2 separate regions of the Sus scrofa genome follow, and region 2 is linked to region 1. The links are chromatin contacts, called in public HiChIP or PLAC-seq maps. All regions are on one chromosome and are shown on one strand. The core of a region is the stretch at or near the end of the contact, and the rest is flanking DNA. Distances in the headings are between cores, read along the strand shown. Region 1 holds the start of TMEM11 (transmembrane protein 11, mitochondrial). Region 2 holds the start of MAP2K3 (dual specificity mitogen-activated protein kinase kinase 3).

Region 1 (3,495 bases), core at 389-2,888:
GGAGCTGTAGCCACCGGCCTACGCCAGAGCCACAGCAACGCGGGATCCGAGCTGAGTCTGCAACCTACACCACAGCTCATGGCAACGCTGGATCGTTTACCCACTGAGCAAGGGCAGGGACAGAACCCGCAACCTCACGGTTCCTAGTAGGATTCGTCAACCACTGCGCCACGACGGGAACTCCACCTCTTAACTTTTTAGAGCTGGGTCTAAGAAACATACCAGGTGGACGCTGGGAAAACAAAGATACCTACGTGCTTGCCATTCATTCACTGCTTCTTTTCCAAGGCAGAGGAGCTGAAGAATGGACAACGTTGGGTGACGCTGAGCTCAAGCATAAAATGCAAGTGAACACAACTAACAAAACAAGGCAAGAGCAACAAACATGTGACGGAATCAGTCAAAGAAAAGGAACAACGCAGAATAGTTAAGCGTCAGAACAGAGAAGGAAAGGGAGAAAAAGAAAGAACTTCGCTGTATTCCAATCTTCACAGAAAAGAAACGAAAAAGAAAAGCGAAGGTCTTGCTGACCTCTACTAGGCCACTCCGGTCCTAAGCGAATGGTCAGGGCAATTCACACCAGGTGACTCCCCCAACAAGCACTCTTTCCCAAATTTCTGGTGGGTGAACAGCTTCTAGTGGCTTCCACTAGCTAAACTGTTTTCTAGGAGCAAAAACTGTGAACTCGACACGAAACACGACAACTACTCCCACCTCGTCTTCTAGAAATGAGTCCTCTAAATCAAAATCCACCTTGAAAGAAACAAGCCCCTAGCTCCCTACTCGTAACACACCCTTCGTTAGGAAAGGTCACTGCAAAGGACTTCCACGGCAGGGGCGCTCGCAGAGAAGCCTCCAAAGTCCCAGGAATCACCCCCGGAGAAAAGCGGCCGGCTTGGAGCCCGGAGGCCACAGAGCGGAAGGCGGAGGCCCCGGTAAACGTGCGGACCGCACCGCGCTTCCCGCACCGACCCGCGATGGGAAGGCTTCCCCTTCCCGCTCCGTCCCGGGAGCCACCCCTCGCCGCGGCCGAAAGAACTCCCCGCGCGACCAGGCGGGCGGGCTCTGGTGCCGCTCGGCCCGCGGCATTCAGGCGGGCCCCGCGGCGGCCCGACGGTGCCCGGGCTGCCGTCGCCCCTCCCCGGGCCCGCCGCGGAGGCCGCGGAGGCCGGAACCGGGACCCCGCGCGGCCGGCGGATGCACCGGGGAGAGCCGCGCGTCGGAGGCAGGGGCAGTGCTGCAACCCCAAGGGCGTCGCCGGCTTCCCGCCCCGCGCCGCCCGCAGGGAAGGGAACAGCGCCCGTCTCACCTCTCTCGCGCGGGGCCGCCGCCGCCCGGGCCGAGACGCCTCCTTCCCCACGCGGCCATCTTGGAGACTCTCCGCTCGCGAAAGCCTCGCGCCGGGCGGCCTCGCGACAGCGCACGGGCGGGAGGGAGATGTAGTCCGGCCGCCGCCCCAGACAGAGCCCCCGGCTGGGGCCGGGCCCCGCGGGACCACAAGGTCCACAATGCACCGCGCGCAGGCAAGGCCTGCCCCGAAGCCGCCCGGGAAACGCAGGCCAGCCCAGCGGCGCGGAAAGCCCACTTCCGGGCTCGACTCCTCGGCGCCCCGGGCCCTTCCGGAGGGCCTGCCGCTCGAGGTCACCGAGGGGCCGCTCCCGCTCGTCCCCCACATCCTCGGGAGGCTAGGCACAAGCGGCTCCCGCCGCCACCGAGTCCTTGCTGGCAAGCCGTCGGCGGGGAGGGTCTGGAAGAGGAGAAGGGGCCGAACTTAACGTGTGGCGGCGGCTGGGAGAGACCGGGCTCCGCGCGCATATCCCGCTCCTGTCCGGCCGCGGTGACGAAAACGCAGTCCAGCCCTCGGCCCCTGAGAAGGCAGTGCTGGCCCATCACCCCGCCGACGGGGCCCTGCCTGGACGCAGCCGCGACGGGCAGGCGGCGCAGCCCGGTGACTCCTAAGCGCTGTTCCCGCGGAGCCGGGGCCAGTCCGGGGGTCCCTGCAGCCTTTGAAGTCGCAGTCCCTCAACTGCTCTCCACACAACGTGGCTGGACGTATTAGTTGGCCCCATAACTGTTTGAGCCACTGTCGTGCGGAAATCCGCTCCGGGGTCAGAAACGGAGAAGCGCGGCCCCTGCTCTCAGCCCTCAGGTCTGGACGCACCGGGCGAGCCGGCGCCCCGATGCGGCTCCCCCACCGAAGGGTCCCCAGGATTTCCTTGCAGTTCGCATTCGCCAGCAGAACGGAACGTTTGAGGCCGTTCCACAGACCCTCATTACCTACCAGACGCCGCTCAAGCCCGTCAGGGCAGCCTTGGAGCCCCTCCGTTCTTTGGAGGCTGCTCTCCCCTCCAGCTTCCGTCGCAAATTCAGAGCTTCCTTGCTGTGGCTAAAATGCTTTTCGGTCCCTGAGAAGTACCTGCTCTTCCTGTTGGGTCACAGCCCACCTCCAGGTGCTGGCTCTGGACCCTTGTGAGTCGTCTGTTTCCTCTGGACCAGTGTGCTGATGCCGAGGGTTTCCAGGGATTCTAGAACAGGAACTGTGAAAAATGGGGGTGAGCCAGTTCCCGCTGTGGCGCAATGGAAATAAATCCGACTAGTATCCATGAGGATGCGGGTTTGATCCCCGGCCTCGCTCAGTGGGTGGGGGGTCCGGTGTCGCCCTGGCTGTGGTGTAGGCTGGCAGCTGCAGTTCTGATTCGACCCCTGGCCTGGGAACTTGCATATGCAGCCCTGGGCGCAGCCCTAAGAAAAGTAAGTACATTAATAAAATGGGGGTGATTTTACCTCTCTTGGTCATTGTCTAATTAGGAAAAGAAAAATCCATCCTAGATATTTCAAGCAAAAGGAATTTAATACAAGGCGTTGTTTATGGATGTGTTCGGAGGGCCAGAGCAGCTGGGGGGCAGTAAGGACCCCCACAGGCTGGTGACTGAAGGGAGCAGCTGTGGCCCCTAAAGCTGAAGGAGCAAAACTGTTGTCCTGATTCTTGCTGCCAGAGCAGGAGCTGGGAGCTGGGTTTGGCAGTGAGCTCGATGGGTGTGTTGTGCTGTAGTGGAGCTTTCACTGCAGTGGCAGGAAATGGTCAGCCAGCCAGGAAACAAGAACAGTCCAAGAAGTGATAGAGGGTCAGAACGAGAGGGAGGGACAGGATGAGAGTGCCCAGGGAGGCGGCATCAGCCTTTCCTCCTGCCTAGAATTTGCATGTGATATCTGGAGGGCAGCAGCCATTCTGTGACCACGAGGCAACAAGCATGAGGGCAAAAGCCACCACATGAAGGATGATACGAGGAAAGATGCAAAGAGCCCGGGCCTCTCGGGACATCACGGCACCACAGCATGAGACCTAGACCTTCGTCCTCCAGACTTGGTGCTGCTTAAGATGAGGGAAATGCCACACGAGTTGGCTTTTTCTAGCTTCTGAACACGTCTAGCTAAAACACACCAAAATGACAAGGAAGATTAAACTAGGATCCAGAGGAAGCACCTTTCCGGCAG
Region 2 (3,495 bases), core at 402-2,901, 33 kb after region 1:
GATGAAAGCCCCGGGAATTATGGTGGGAGGTGGGGGAGAAAGAGGTTGTGGGCAGAGGGGACAGCAGCAGCCAGGCAGGGTGGGTAGTGGCATGTTCAAGGGGCAGCACTGAGACCCTTGCACATGGCACAGGCAGAGCAAAGCGGTGGGGGGTACCATGGGAGGAGCAGAAGTCCTAGCGGCCACTGGGGGCCTGAACCAAGAAAACCAGCAGGAGCAGGCCTGCAGTCCCAGGAAGAAGGTAGCTGCTGCCAGTGCCTGTTTCCCAGATGGATAAGCAGCAGGTCCTGAGGCCACATGACCCATTTGGGACAGAGTGCTCTGGGCAGCTCCAGACACCCAGGAGTGGTGAGCGCTTCCTGTAGGAGGTGTCCACAGTGTGTTTACAAACATCTCTTGGGCACCTAGTGAGTTCCAGGCCTGAAGCCAGGCACTTCCAAGGTGGCGGTCATGGACTAATTTCAGAGAGGCCTCGTTGTCCCCATGGGACAGGGCTGTAAGCAGCAGTGTTGGCATTTGAACCCGTAGCCTGAGGAGTCCATAGCTCATGCCTTTCTGCCCACTGCCGGGAAAGATGAGCCAGAGACACAGGAGGAAATAATGATAATTAGTAGGCCTCCCCTTATCTCATCTGACTGTGTGGGTGGGCCCCGAGGGTCACCTCTGTCTTAAAAGCAGGAAGGCTCCACGCCTTTCTAGCAGGTGGTGGAATCTGCTTCCCTCACGTGAGATGCCTGGCAGGTCACACGCTCATACCTGCCTGAAGCCAGGGGCTGACCCTGTGACCTTTGCCAGGCCGGCTATCCAAGTCCTGGTCCCAGTTTGCCAGCTTGGTCAGTGGCTCCTGAAATCCCAAGCTCCCACGTGGGAGCAGAAAGGGCACCGGCCCGACTGGACATTATACAGATGAGCAGACTGAGGCCTCGAGAGGAGGAGGGACGGAATCAAGGGCGTGGGAGAGAGCCAGGACTAGACCTTGGCTGAAATGCTTTGAGATGCCGTCTTACTCGCTAAGGCTGTTTCCGCACGTGTAGAACCGGGCGGGGGCAGGGGACACAGCCCTCAGAGCTACCGACGTTTGCTGACTTCTCCCCAGGTACCACCAAGCCGGCCTTTGTGTCCCCAGCCGTTGCTGAATACGGAATAAACATGCGCACGCCGGGCATTCAGTCAACAAACACCTCTTGCGTGTCGGTGGAAGCCAGGGTCTCTTCCCACCAGCAGCGCCGGGAGGCGGGGACGCGAAAACAGGCTCGGGTGGCCTGACTTGCCCAGGTCAGCCCCGCTATGAAGTAGTCGAATCGGGATCTGACCCCAGCTTCACCCCCGGGGCGCACTTCGAGCCCACCGGCGGCACCCGCCTTCCTGCTCCCCAGGGCCTCCGCCAGGCCGCCGGGGACACCCGGTCGCTGCGCACACTGCGGGGCTCGAGTCCGGGTGGGCGGGGCTTGCGCCTGGTCGGCGGGGGTGCGGAGCCTGACTGGTTTCCAGGTGGCAGGCGGGCTTGACAGGCGGTGGGAGGAGCCACATCCCCGGCCAACGGAGGGCGAGGCTTGAGCTTGACGGGCAGCCCCGGGCCCGCGTTTGATAGGCAGGGGCCGGGCCCCGGAGACCGGAGGACCAATGGGGGTGCGGGGCGGGGCTTGCGTCGGCGCCGTCCGGCCGGGGCCCCAGTCGCGCTGCCCAGTCTGGCCCCGCCGCCGCCTGCCGCGGTCGCGTCCTCGCCGCCGCCCTGGCCGCCGCCCGGGCCGCCCGCCCGCAGCCATGAGCGCGTTCCGCTCGGGCCCAGCCCGTCGCCCCCTGGACTAATCCCGCTGCCGCCCCGACCCGCCTGCACCATGGAGTCGCCCGCCGCGAGTCCTCCCGCCGGCGTGCCCCCGCCCAAAGGTAGGAGCGCCTGGACTGCAGACGCGAGTCTTGCGCGGTCCTCTGGCCCGGCCTCGAACCTCTCGCTCTTCGGTCCCGCGCCCATCCTGGGACCTCGACTGGGTCCCATTTTAGGCTTTGGGGCTGCACCCAGGCCCAAACTCAGGCGGGGGTCTGGTCCTGATCACCCCGCTCCGGGTCAGGAACGTCCATCTGACCTCCCGGTTTGGGCCTTAACTGCACCCTGGACAGGAACTCTCCCAATCCGGGTCCCTCAGCTGGACCGAGGTGGGAGTCACTCTGAGCCCGCGCCCAGCCCGCTTCCACTTCTGGATACCGGGGTTGCATCCAGGCTGGGATTTAACTGGCTCCACGTCTGGGCCCCAGCGGTGCCCCCTGCTGGGGATCTCCCGTGTGGGTGCCCTGGCTAGGCTCCAGCTCAGAACTCCCCGTCTCCCCCCCAACCCCCACCGCGCTCCATCCTCCTAGGCTCCACATTGTGCGCTCCCTGGCCTGCCTGCATCCCGCCCTGCAGCCCTGTCTCCCTGGGAACCTCCCTGAGCCTCCCACCTGGCTCTGCTGCACAGCCCCCTCTCATGGGCTCGCCTTGTCCCGAGTTGCAGCCTCCTCTGCACCAGGGAGCTCACCCTCTCCTGCGCATGTCTCCAGGGTTGATTGGTCCCAGGTCTGTCCCGCTGCCTGTGGGTCCTGGGCCACTGCCAGGCCGGGTGCTGGCTGTGCAATGGGCTTGCTCTTGTCTTCTCCAAGTAGCCGGCCTTCCTGGAAATTTTTGTGAGGTGGCGGCTGCGGCGGCCGGATTTGTCATGCAGAGGGGGAGGACGAGACTTGGAGGGCAAAAGGGGGATTTTTTTGGCAGGGAGAGGCAAGGATGTTTTGGCCTGTCGGAGTCTTGGCGGGCTGGGCTGCGTGAGACGTTTCCAAACCGGACACAGCCCTGATGAATGGGCTGCCCCCCCAGCCTGCTGCCTCATCCCAGCGGCAGGAGCGTCTCTGGGCCCCGGTGTCCTTATCACACCTGCTTCCGTGGACTGTGGACTCTGGGCATGAGACGGTGAACCCTGAAGAGTTTTAGGCCAGTGTGGGTGATGAGGCGAAGGGCTCGCGTGGTCACAGTTTTTCTAGCTGGAAAGGCCTCAGCCATGTGGGATCAAGGCTTTGCCTCTGTTTGGATTGTAGCTGCAGAGTGAGGGGGAGAAAGGCAACAGCTGGAGCTCAGCGGCCCGCATCAGGGGTTGTCCCTGCTTCTCTTTTTCTGGGTGTGTGTGTGTGGGGGGCAGGCAGCTGGAGGGCTTGTGGGGTCCTGGCGAGGGTGTGGGTCCTTGCCTGCCCCTGCTCCTGGCGGCTGCGGTGGCTGTGGGCCGGAGCCCAGCCGGCCGGGTGGGCAGGGTAATTACGTCTTACCTAAGTGGGAGGCCGGATCCCTGACCATTGCCCAACCGCTGTGAGTAACCCAGGAGGCACTCGAGGGGGAGATGGCTGGGGAGGGATGTGCCCTGTGCAGACCTCGTGGAGCTCAGGAACTGGGAAATCGGGCACTTCTCTTCCCCAGCTCCAGGTCGAGGCCTGGCCTGGCCAGGGCTGTGAGATCCGGGGCAGGTCCACGCATCA

What was found. HiChIP or PLAC-seq counts read pairs in DNA pulled down with a chosen protein or histone mark.
Region 2: an H3K27ac HiChIP or PLAC-seq map of skeletal muscle shows a contact between it and region 1. The contact joins the promoter of MAP2K3 here to the promoter of TMEM11 in region 1. A contact is called at or near these places in 2 of 2 datasets of contacts at active chromatin or transcription factors (alveolar macrophages and skeletal muscle).

Annotation. Positions count from the first base shown.
Region 1 is chr12:61,361,223-61,364,717 of Sscrofa11.1, forward strand. It overlaps TMEM11 (transmembrane protein 11, mitochondrial), which reads right to left and starts at 1,639. Exons shown (of 2, transcript XM_021068054.1): 1 at 1,310-1,639. The coding sequence starts at 1,368.
Region 2 is chr12:61,394,686-61,398,180 of Sscrofa11.1, forward strand. It overlaps MAP2K3 (dual specificity mitogen-activated protein kinase kinase 3), which reads left to right and starts at 1,652. Exons shown (of 12, transcript XM_021068056.1): 1 at 1,652-1,887. The coding sequence starts at 1,839.